Linked DNA regions of Mus musculus: regions 2 and 3 are each linked to region 1. The links are chromatin contacts, called in public Hi-C and HiChIP or PLAC-seq maps. All regions are on one chromosome and are shown on one strand. The core of a region is the stretch at or near the end of the contact, and the rest is flanking DNA. Distances in the headings are between cores, read along the strand shown.

Region 1 (2,779 bases), core at 109-2,608:
ACACACACACACACACACACAAGAACACACACATACACACACACACAAGAACACACAGAGAGACCCACAGACTAGCATGCTTTAAGAAAAAAAATCTGGAACAAGACAGGCGATAGGTTTTCTTCCTAACCAAGCAACAGAGTCAGCCCTTTCCCTACATACCAAATGCTCCACACTTCAGCACCTGGACCAGTGGACAGCTCAGCCCAAGCGGACAGCCTGCAGCACTCCCACCAGAACTGACGCTCCGAGCTCTAACCACAGCTCTTGTGCTTCAGCGGGGCAGCCTGACTTACGAGAACACCATTTCCTACGAGACCACTGCCGCTGGGTGCATATTCAATTCAAACCTCCTTAAGCTGTCGGATTTCCCCCACCCATCCACTCTCCCCACCCCCCTCCACCCTCCACACAAAAAAACGGAAAAGGGAAAAAGCCCAATACTACCAGGGCGTTTGTTGATCAACTTACACTTTCCTCTCGAATATTTAGGTACCGCTATCGGAGCAATAGCAGCGGAGGCTTAGGTCCGCATTAAGTACCTTTGTTCGTCGACTCCTGCAAGCCATGTTTATTAGAATCTACAATTCCCTCGCGCCCTAATAACTGAAGGTGTGTTTTTCGGGCAAGGGGTGCTTTCAGCACCTTTTGATCTCTCAAGGCCACTGCCACTATGGCAGTGTTCCTCTGTACTTCCCCACCCTGTCCCCCACTCCCCAACACCCATCCTAGCTAAACGCTTGGTAATTAAAAACCAAATATTCATAAAGCGAGCTACAAAAAAAAAAATCGGTTTAGGAAATAAGGCAATTAAGCTAAAGCAGAAATATTCTCATTCTCTCTCTCTCTCTCTCTCTCTCTCTCTCTCTCTCTCTCTCTCTCTCTCTCCTCTCTTCTCCCCTCCCTCCTTAACTCCCTCCTCCCTTCTTCTATCTCTCCTTCCCTCTCAAGTAGAAAAGGGAAAACACGAAGGAGAGGGGAAAAAAATCGGGAGGAGGGTGGTAGTGGACTCCTACAATCAATGGCAAAACACTATACACATCGTCACCGAGTAACACTCTCTGTCTCAGACAAAAAGAAACCCATTTACCGATGTAAACATAGTCGCCCTCTCCCACACATCCTACATCCTATGCGTTTGCTGAGATTTGTCTGCAGTATCGCAGGTATAGCAAAGTAACTGTCACAAATCCGTCTAGAATGAAGTGCTTACCCTCTAAATCCAGGTTGCCGGCTGAACTCCAACTGTGTGCAGAAGCCAGGAGTCATCGGATGGGCGGCGAGGCAGGCTTGGGCAGTGGGAGCCGCTGCTCTCTGAGCGCCCGGTTACAGTGTTAACAAGCCCTGGGAAGGGACCTTGTCGCCTCTCGCTGGCTGTGCCCCAGTGCCTTCGCGTGGTGGCGGCTTGCTCATGCTTCGGAGGAGTCCCAGGCGAGAGCCTTCAGCTGATGCGAGCTTCCAGAAAGGCGTGGGGAAGGGGGGAAAATCATCTAATGCAATCAAATCGATCTGATCCACACCATCTGTCGCCTGCCACTATACACAAACGTTAAAATAGGAAAACGGAAAACACTGACAGCCCAAGAGGCTTGGTCTGCAAAGAGTTCATTTTTAGCAAAGCATAATTGGGTATGGTCGGCGTACAGTTACAAAAAGCCGCTGTTAACCATCCAGTAGTGGACCCCGAACATGCTAATGGTGGATTAATTGAGGAAGATCTGACGTGTGAGCTTCATAGTCTCTTATTCATGACTTCCCAATGGGAAAGGACCAATGCCTTGTGGGACTATGGTAACATACAGTCAAAAAGCTGCTAAGAAAATGGCTGTGTGTTCACAGCACCTCTCTCTGATAACAAACATATGTCGACTAAAACGGTTTAGTAGAATGGGAGGGGGGGTTGGAGAATAGAATTTTCATTCCCTGTGTAAGCAACCCCCATATTCTTTCCTTAAAGAAAAGCAAAAAAGATATATACAACATCTTTAGCATACTGGAGAGAAAAAAAATGATGCCTTTAAAGCCTTTTTTTTTAATTTTTAATTTTTAAAATCAGCACCAAACTGTCACAGAAAAGAAAAGGAGCACTTATATAGCAGTTCTTAAAAAAAAAAAAAAACTATCATGCGTTTTCTTACTGTGATCAAAATACATGCAAAGCATATGCTGTATATAAAAACAATCTAGTAAATACCACTAGCTTTGACTAGGGGTTATTTTTTCCAGGTACCCTCTATGACTTATTGAAATCAGATCAGGATGCCTTTTTGAGAAACATTTTGTATCATTTAAAATTGATGGGGGACAGTTTTTAAAAATTAAGTTTTATAGTCCCTCCTCCCACCCATACACTGTTTGATGTGTCTCTGATCTAAACTAAACATTTGATAGGAGTGATATGGCAATGTGGGAAAGGGTAGAGATGTCAGGAAGAGGAAAAGGATGTATACTATCAATAATCAATAAATTCTACTCTATTTTTAATAGAAAAATAGGGAAATAAAATATATCACACCCTGTTAATTGTGATATTTAAATGCATACCATTATTCAAAATTAATGTTTTATGTATGGAGGGAGAACATATTTCAAACAGTGTGTGACTGTCCCTCACCTATTTGCAATTTTCAGATATTTTTAGAGGAACATCATAAGAGAGTTTCTTCTATATACGTGTAGCATTCTTTTATTACCTGTTATAAATAGGCTACACTTCTCTGATTTTCACATCCATTTGAAAACAGATAATCATATTCACTTTATTCTGCTTTTTAAAAAA
Region 2 (2,779 bases), core at 139-2,638, 2.7 Mb before region 1:
ATTTGGGAAGCAGCTTGGTCTGTATAGTAAGCCCCAGGCCAGCCAGGACTATGTAGAGTCTCTCTTTCTCTCTCCCCCCTCTCTCCCCTTCTCTCTCTCTCTCTCTCTCTCTCTCTCTCTCTCTCTCTCTCTCTCTCTCTCTTACACACACACACACACACACAAACACAAACACACAAACCCCCTAAAAAACCCTTTATGTTCACACATCTCTAATAGAAGACTTTGCAGGCGTAGACTCAGGAAGCTCTGTGTCCACCCTGGACTGAACCACGGTGGCAGATCTGTGTCTTACTTATTCCTTTTTCTGAACAGCACAGTGCACAGGGTTGACATGTACCCAGTGTATGCTTGTAGAATGATGAATGATTGAAGATTAAAGATTCTACCCCCTCAATGAGAGGGAATGCAGGCTTGCTGCATGACTGCCGACAAGTTTAATCTGCCTGGTGATCCTGTGTTGTTTACAGGTCCATAAAAGTCCTACATAGCAAATATATATTAATCGAACTGATAATGACAGGAGCTTACTCTGACAGTAAAATATACCATTGAAAAGAGGAACTCAGTGAAAGAAAGGAGAGACGTGCAGCTAGTGAGATGTTTCCGTTTGTGGAGGTGCTTGCATATGGGTCTGACAGTCCCATAATCCTCCAAGATAATGAAGCAGAACTGTTTTGTTAAGTTGTTCTCTGAGCCTCCCCATGGCCACACACACCAATAATAATGACAGTATGTTAGTAGAAGAAGGAAGGAGGAACAAAGACACTTGAAGCATGTGATAACTTTTAGAAGCATGTATGCTGTAATATTTAGAGAAGTTTTTTTAAAAATACTATATACATTACATATGTAAAAGAAAATATTATATGGTCTTTGCAATAGCTACTGCCTCTGATTCCGGATGGGGTCTGAAAATAGTAGTTCCTGGCAGCTGGTATTGACATCCATTAAAGAAAAACTCTAACAGATGTGCTAGGTCCTGTATGAATCTGTGTAACAACAGCTTTTAGATACCATTGGGATCAGATGGCTAAGAAGTGATTTCAGTGTTCTGTTAGGCTCTTTAAAATGGAGGCTGTGTTTGGGTGTCCATTGTTGAGGCAGCCATCCAGGTGTAGGATCTGGCTGCTTCTGTGCTGAGAAATAGAACAGGGGCAGAGAAAGAAGGCAGAGAGGCAGACTGGCCACATAGCCCTGTGTCTGGACCTGGCTCCCGTCTCCTTTCTCTGATCAGGGTGCTTCTGCTCCCTGCAGAATGAATTAGCCTGACATTTTATCAACTTTTTGGAAAGTGGGGTGAAGTGATGTGGAACACATCAGAGTGGGGAAGCCAAGCACATCTGAAAGAGAGCAGATTTCCTCTCGTCTCCTAGGCGTGCTCTGCCCCTTGTGGAGTCAGTGGAGGCTGAACGGATGTCCGCCCAGTTTCAGTTCATCCTGCTGCCTTCATGTTACACTGACGTGAGTGGATCGGAATCAGAAGAGTAGGTACCCCCCCAACCCCCCACGTTCAGTGTCACAGATGGTCACCGGTGTCACATGGCCCTGCCACCACCCAGGTTCCGTGTGACTCACCACAAATAACTTGGAGTGGACTCCTTACACCTTCCCTATACATGCTGCTGCTCCATTGAACACCTATAAGGGCTGATTTGTGATTTTCGTAATTACCAGTAAATTATGGATGGAAATTGTATAAATCAAACTGCCTTTTTTTGATAATTTCATAAAAAATGGGTGATAAAGAGAGTGAATTGCAAGTACATTTGCGTGGCACTGTTCATGTGTGTTTATGGCAGGGGGGATTAACCTGTAAATCATGGCTTTTTTGCCTTGTGTGTCTCTTCATAAAATAAACTCAGCGTTTTCCTATGAGCAATAAACTGAGGTTTGAAAGGGAAATTTTTTTAACTGATTAGTATTCCATTGAGATTGAATTATGTGGAGCTAATGATTATTTTTGGATGTCTTCCAGAGACAGATGGGGCTGTGTTTAGAATTCACACAACAGCTGAAGGACTTGTGGGTGAGGATGTGCCCTTAGAGTTGGCGTTCCATTTACCAGTTGGTTACCCTTTGTGTCTACCCGGCATCTCGGTTACCTCGGAACATCTGACCAGGGCCCAGTGTGTTACCGCGAAGGAGAAGTTACTTGGAGAAGCCAGGAAGCTCGTGTCAGAACCGATGGTTCACGAGCTGGTTCTTTGGATCCAGCAGAATCTCAGACTTGTCCTCAGCCAGCCGGAGACCGCCAGCAGCCATGAGAAGTGCACTTTGCCAGAAAGTGCGACGGGGGACGATGGACCGTGGATGACTCTTTTGCGTTTAGATCACATGAGAGCGAGGACTAAATATGTCAAAGCCGTGGAGAAGTGGGCTTCAGAGTTAAGGCTGACAGGAAGACTGATGTTCATGGGTAAATTAATACTGATTTTACTACAAGGAGACAGAAGCAACATCAAGGTGCTGGAAAACTTCATTTTGAATATGAATCTACTTGCTTTCTCTTAAATATGGTGCATTTTTAAGTGTGTTTTATAACAGTGAGCTAGTCGAAGCATGGTGTTTCTGATTTGCCTATCATCGTGTTAAATGGTACTTTGTTTTTTTTTTTTTTTCTCCTCTATTCTTTATATTTGTTTATCTTTTGTGTCTGGGTGTTTTGTCGGGATGTGTCTGTGCACCTCGTGTAAACGTTTAGAAAAGCCTCTGATGCTCACAGAGCCTGGAGGAGGGGGTTGGATCTCCTGGGAGCTTCGAGCTATGAGCTGGGTAT
Region 3 (2,779 bases), core at 89-2,588, 2.7 Mb before region 1:
ATCTAGTCTAGGTCTAGAATGTTTTCAGCTTCTGAGACTTACTGCTGAGTAAGCTCATGTATTCTAGTTCTTTCTCCTTGTGAGTTCCAGGCCAGCCTGGTCTACAGGGTGAGTTTCAGGACAACCCGTAGCTAAGGCTACACAGAGAAATCCTGTCTTGAAAAACAAACAAATAACTCCCGTACAAAAATAAAACAAACAAACAAACAAACAAACCAAAAAAACCCCCCAAATAAAAAAACCCAAACCCCAAACCAAAGCCAACCCAAAACCCAACTAGCCAACCAACCAGCCAACCAAAAGAACAACCAACCAATCAAACAAAAGCAAAAACAGAAAGAAAGAAAAGAAAAAAATGAGATAAAAATAAAAATACAACTTGATTTGGACATTTACTCATTCTGAGGTTGCTCCTTTGTCCTAACACGGGCGCCTGGTGTGGTGAATACCCTGTTTCCTGATGCTGGCAGACTTGGGAATCCCTCAGTAAAGCAGTCTTCCCCATGATGATGTTATCTGTTTCTTGCCTAGCAGCAAGATAAGTATATCACGGACAGAGCACCTTCTGGGTGATCCTGCTCCAAAGGCACAGAGCCTAGCAACCCCCCTGCCGGCCTGCTAAGAAAAAGCTGACATCAGAGAAAGCAGAGCTCGACTTGAGTCCCTTGGCCTGACTCCTTTTTGGAGTGCACACTTAATTCTGGGTGAGGCTTACAAAGTGCAGTATTTTCTCCAGCCTTTGGACAACCTAAGGCTGCTCACACGGTGGGAGAAAGGACAGCCACTGCCTCTCTGACAAACATTTGGGGCTGTTGTATTATACCTTGCTCGCTAGCTAGATGAGGCGGGACAGTGACTGGTGTGTTTTTGGAGCTCTGACCCAGAGAGATTCCTCCTTTGTCACTTTATGCGGCTTATTATGTTAAGTGACAGAGTTGAGTCTATAACAACGTAAGCAAGATAAAATAGTGGTTCTCTAGCCACCCCACCCCTCATCTCCCCGTGTGAAGTCTCTTCCTTTTAACCACTCCGCAGCAGCAGTCATTATTACAGAGCAGTTATTTATTGGTCTTCACGCGTAAAATGAATGAGAGCTTTGCTAGATGTTTGTTGTTTAGAATGTATACATATTTTCAAGACTTTAGCTCCTGACACCGGCCGAAATTGCCATTATGAAGCTCTGATTTTGTACAACGGGATGGTGCTGTGGTCCCTGCCTCGCGGGAAGCTGGTCCGCTGTACATACACTTTCATTTTGCTGACTCGATGGAGCCTCTCCAGTGTGTACAGGCTGAAGCAGCCCCCAAGTTCCAGCAGGGGGTGCTGTTGAACTTCTGAAAAAGACCGTAGTTGGGAGCGGAAGGTGGGAAGCGGTGAATGTGGAGGGAGGCATGGGGCTGGTTGTGGGGAGGGGGGCGGGGGGTGGGTGGAAAAAAAAATCTTGGATGCGAAGCTGACATTTCTGTCTGAGGTGAGGCATGCTTTGCTGATGCCACACATGGAATGTTTCGGAAGTGTCAGTAATAAATACTTCTATCAGGAATCTTCATATTCCACACAGCTCTGCTTATCGTACCCCAAGGAGACTCCTACAAAGACATAGCTGTCAGGGGCTAATTTGGGATCTGAAAGCTATGGTGGTTGTCAGGCATCTTTCCCCGTGTGTGATATTTATCTCCTCTCACAAACAAACTGAGTGCAGGGTTTTTAATTAATTTCCAAGTGTCTCCCATGGTAATTTTCCCTCTAATATATTAATACAATGATTTAAGCCTTCATTCAGGAGCAGACTTTCGGCTGAAAATCACCAAAGGCTTAGATGGTGTTTAGTGTTATCAATAAGGTACACGTTCGTTGGTTTGCAGGGAATCAATAAAGTAGCCCTTCCCTCCTTTTTATTTTTAGAAGCATCAATGGGGTTTTTATCTCTTTTAAGTATATTAAGGAAATCATGGCCCTGCTGATTTTAGTTTTCTCCTTCTGATTGGAGGGAGCTCTCAGGCTGCTTCTCTTTATTGTTTATGGAAGATGTGCGTCAGGCAAAGTCTTGATTTGGTGACGAACAGATGAATTTTAAAAAGTGTTTCCCCTTCAGAAAAACTTGATTTTTTTTTTTTTTTTAAGAGAAAAAGTCCCAGAAGAAGAACACAGAAAGGGTCACACTTTGAAAGCAGTTAAAGTCAGGTAGCTGAAGAGCAAGTGAACTAACCTTTTCCCTGCCCCATACCCCTCTCAGTACAAAGCATGAAATACAAATACTAGCAAATTGAAGGTTTACTATTTGTTTCTCAAACAGTGTAGTTCACAAAACAAATGGGTGTGTGCTAATTGGCCAGATTTAAACATTTCACATTGGATATATATATAAATCTATATTCTCTAAAACATGCTGTATATAATACAGTTTTATCTGACAATTAAAATAAAATACATTTGAGAGGGAAAAATCCAACGAAAATGAAAGTGACATTTTGCATGGAAGCCACATTCAGAGTTTTATTTATTTTTTTTTTTAAAGAATTCTTATGTCTCTATTTAATAGTGTTATACTCTTGGCTCAAAGGTTGCCTCAAATTTCATAAGGATTTTTCCCCTTCAATTCACCTTTAGCATATTTGATTACTGGGGTGATAGGGCAGTTCTTGGACTATTTATCTTTCTCTAAAAACAGCATCCAAAAATCATTGGAAAAATTGCTGCAATCAAAGGAAATCCCCAGAATTTATATAGGGATTTTAATTATCTGTAATTAAAGTTTAAATTCTTAGAAATTCGGGAA

What was found. A called contact is a pair of places that touch in the nucleus more often than the background predicts. HiChIP or PLAC-seq counts read pairs in DNA pulled down with a chosen protein or histone mark.
Region 2: an H3K4me3 HiChIP or PLAC-seq map of embryonic forebrain shows a contact between it and region 1, with 16 times the contacts expected there. The contact joins two enhancer-like sites. A contact is called at or near these places in 4 of 39 promoter capture datasets (cranial neural crest, frontonasal cranial neural crest, maxillary cranial neural crest and 1 more) and 4 of 115 datasets of contacts at active chromatin or transcription factors (astrocytes, embryonic forebrain, embryonic hindbrain and 1 more).
Region 3: a contact with region 1 is called in a Hi-C map of cortical neurons, with 11 times the contacts expected there. The contact joins two enhancer-like sites. A contact is called at or near these places in 9 of 39 promoter capture datasets (the 3T3-L1 cell line, the C10 cell line, cranial neural crest and 5 more), 2 of 15 datasets of contacts at CTCF or cohesin (pro-B cells and stem cell-derived epiblast-like cells), 69 of 484 Hi-C or Micro-C datasets (the AtT-20 cell line, DN2 thymocytes, DN3 thymocytes and 40 more) and 11 of 115 datasets of contacts at active chromatin or transcription factors (PVALB interneurons, SST interneurons, astrocytes and 8 more).

What each region holds. Positions count from the first base shown.
Region 1 is chr3:118,428,995-118,431,773 of GRCm38.p6, reverse strand. No RefSeq gene overlaps it. Among named protein-coding and RNA genes, the nearest start is that of Mir137, 3.5 kb to the left of the region's middle. Within about 2 kb of position 1,358, at least 40 of the 459 cell types and tissues checked have an H3K27ac peak or open chromatin away from gene starts, as enhancers often do. A contact at or near this core is called in the N1E-115 cell line, SST interneurons, cerebral cortex and 4 more, where this site is marked.
Region 2 is chr3:121,158,455-121,161,233 of GRCm38.p6, reverse strand. Rwdd3 (RWD domain containing 3) reads left to right here. Exons shown (of 5, transcript NM_028456.3): 2 at 1,979-2,466. Among named protein-coding and RNA genes, the nearest start is that of Rwdd3, 12 kb to the left of the region's middle. Within about 2 kb of position 1,388, at least 42 of the 459 cell types and tissues checked have an H3K27ac peak or open chromatin away from gene starts, as enhancers often do. A contact at or near this core is called in embryonic forebrain, where this site is marked.
Region 3 is chr3:121,103,555-121,106,333 of GRCm38.p6, reverse strand. No RefSeq gene overlaps it. Among named protein-coding and RNA genes, the nearest start is that of Rwdd3, 67 kb to the left of the region's middle. Within about 2 kb of position 1,338, at least 21 of the 459 cell types and tissues checked have an H3K27ac peak or open chromatin away from gene starts, as enhancers often do. A contact at or near this core is called in the N1E-115 cell line, SST interneurons, cerebral cortex and 3 more, where this site is marked.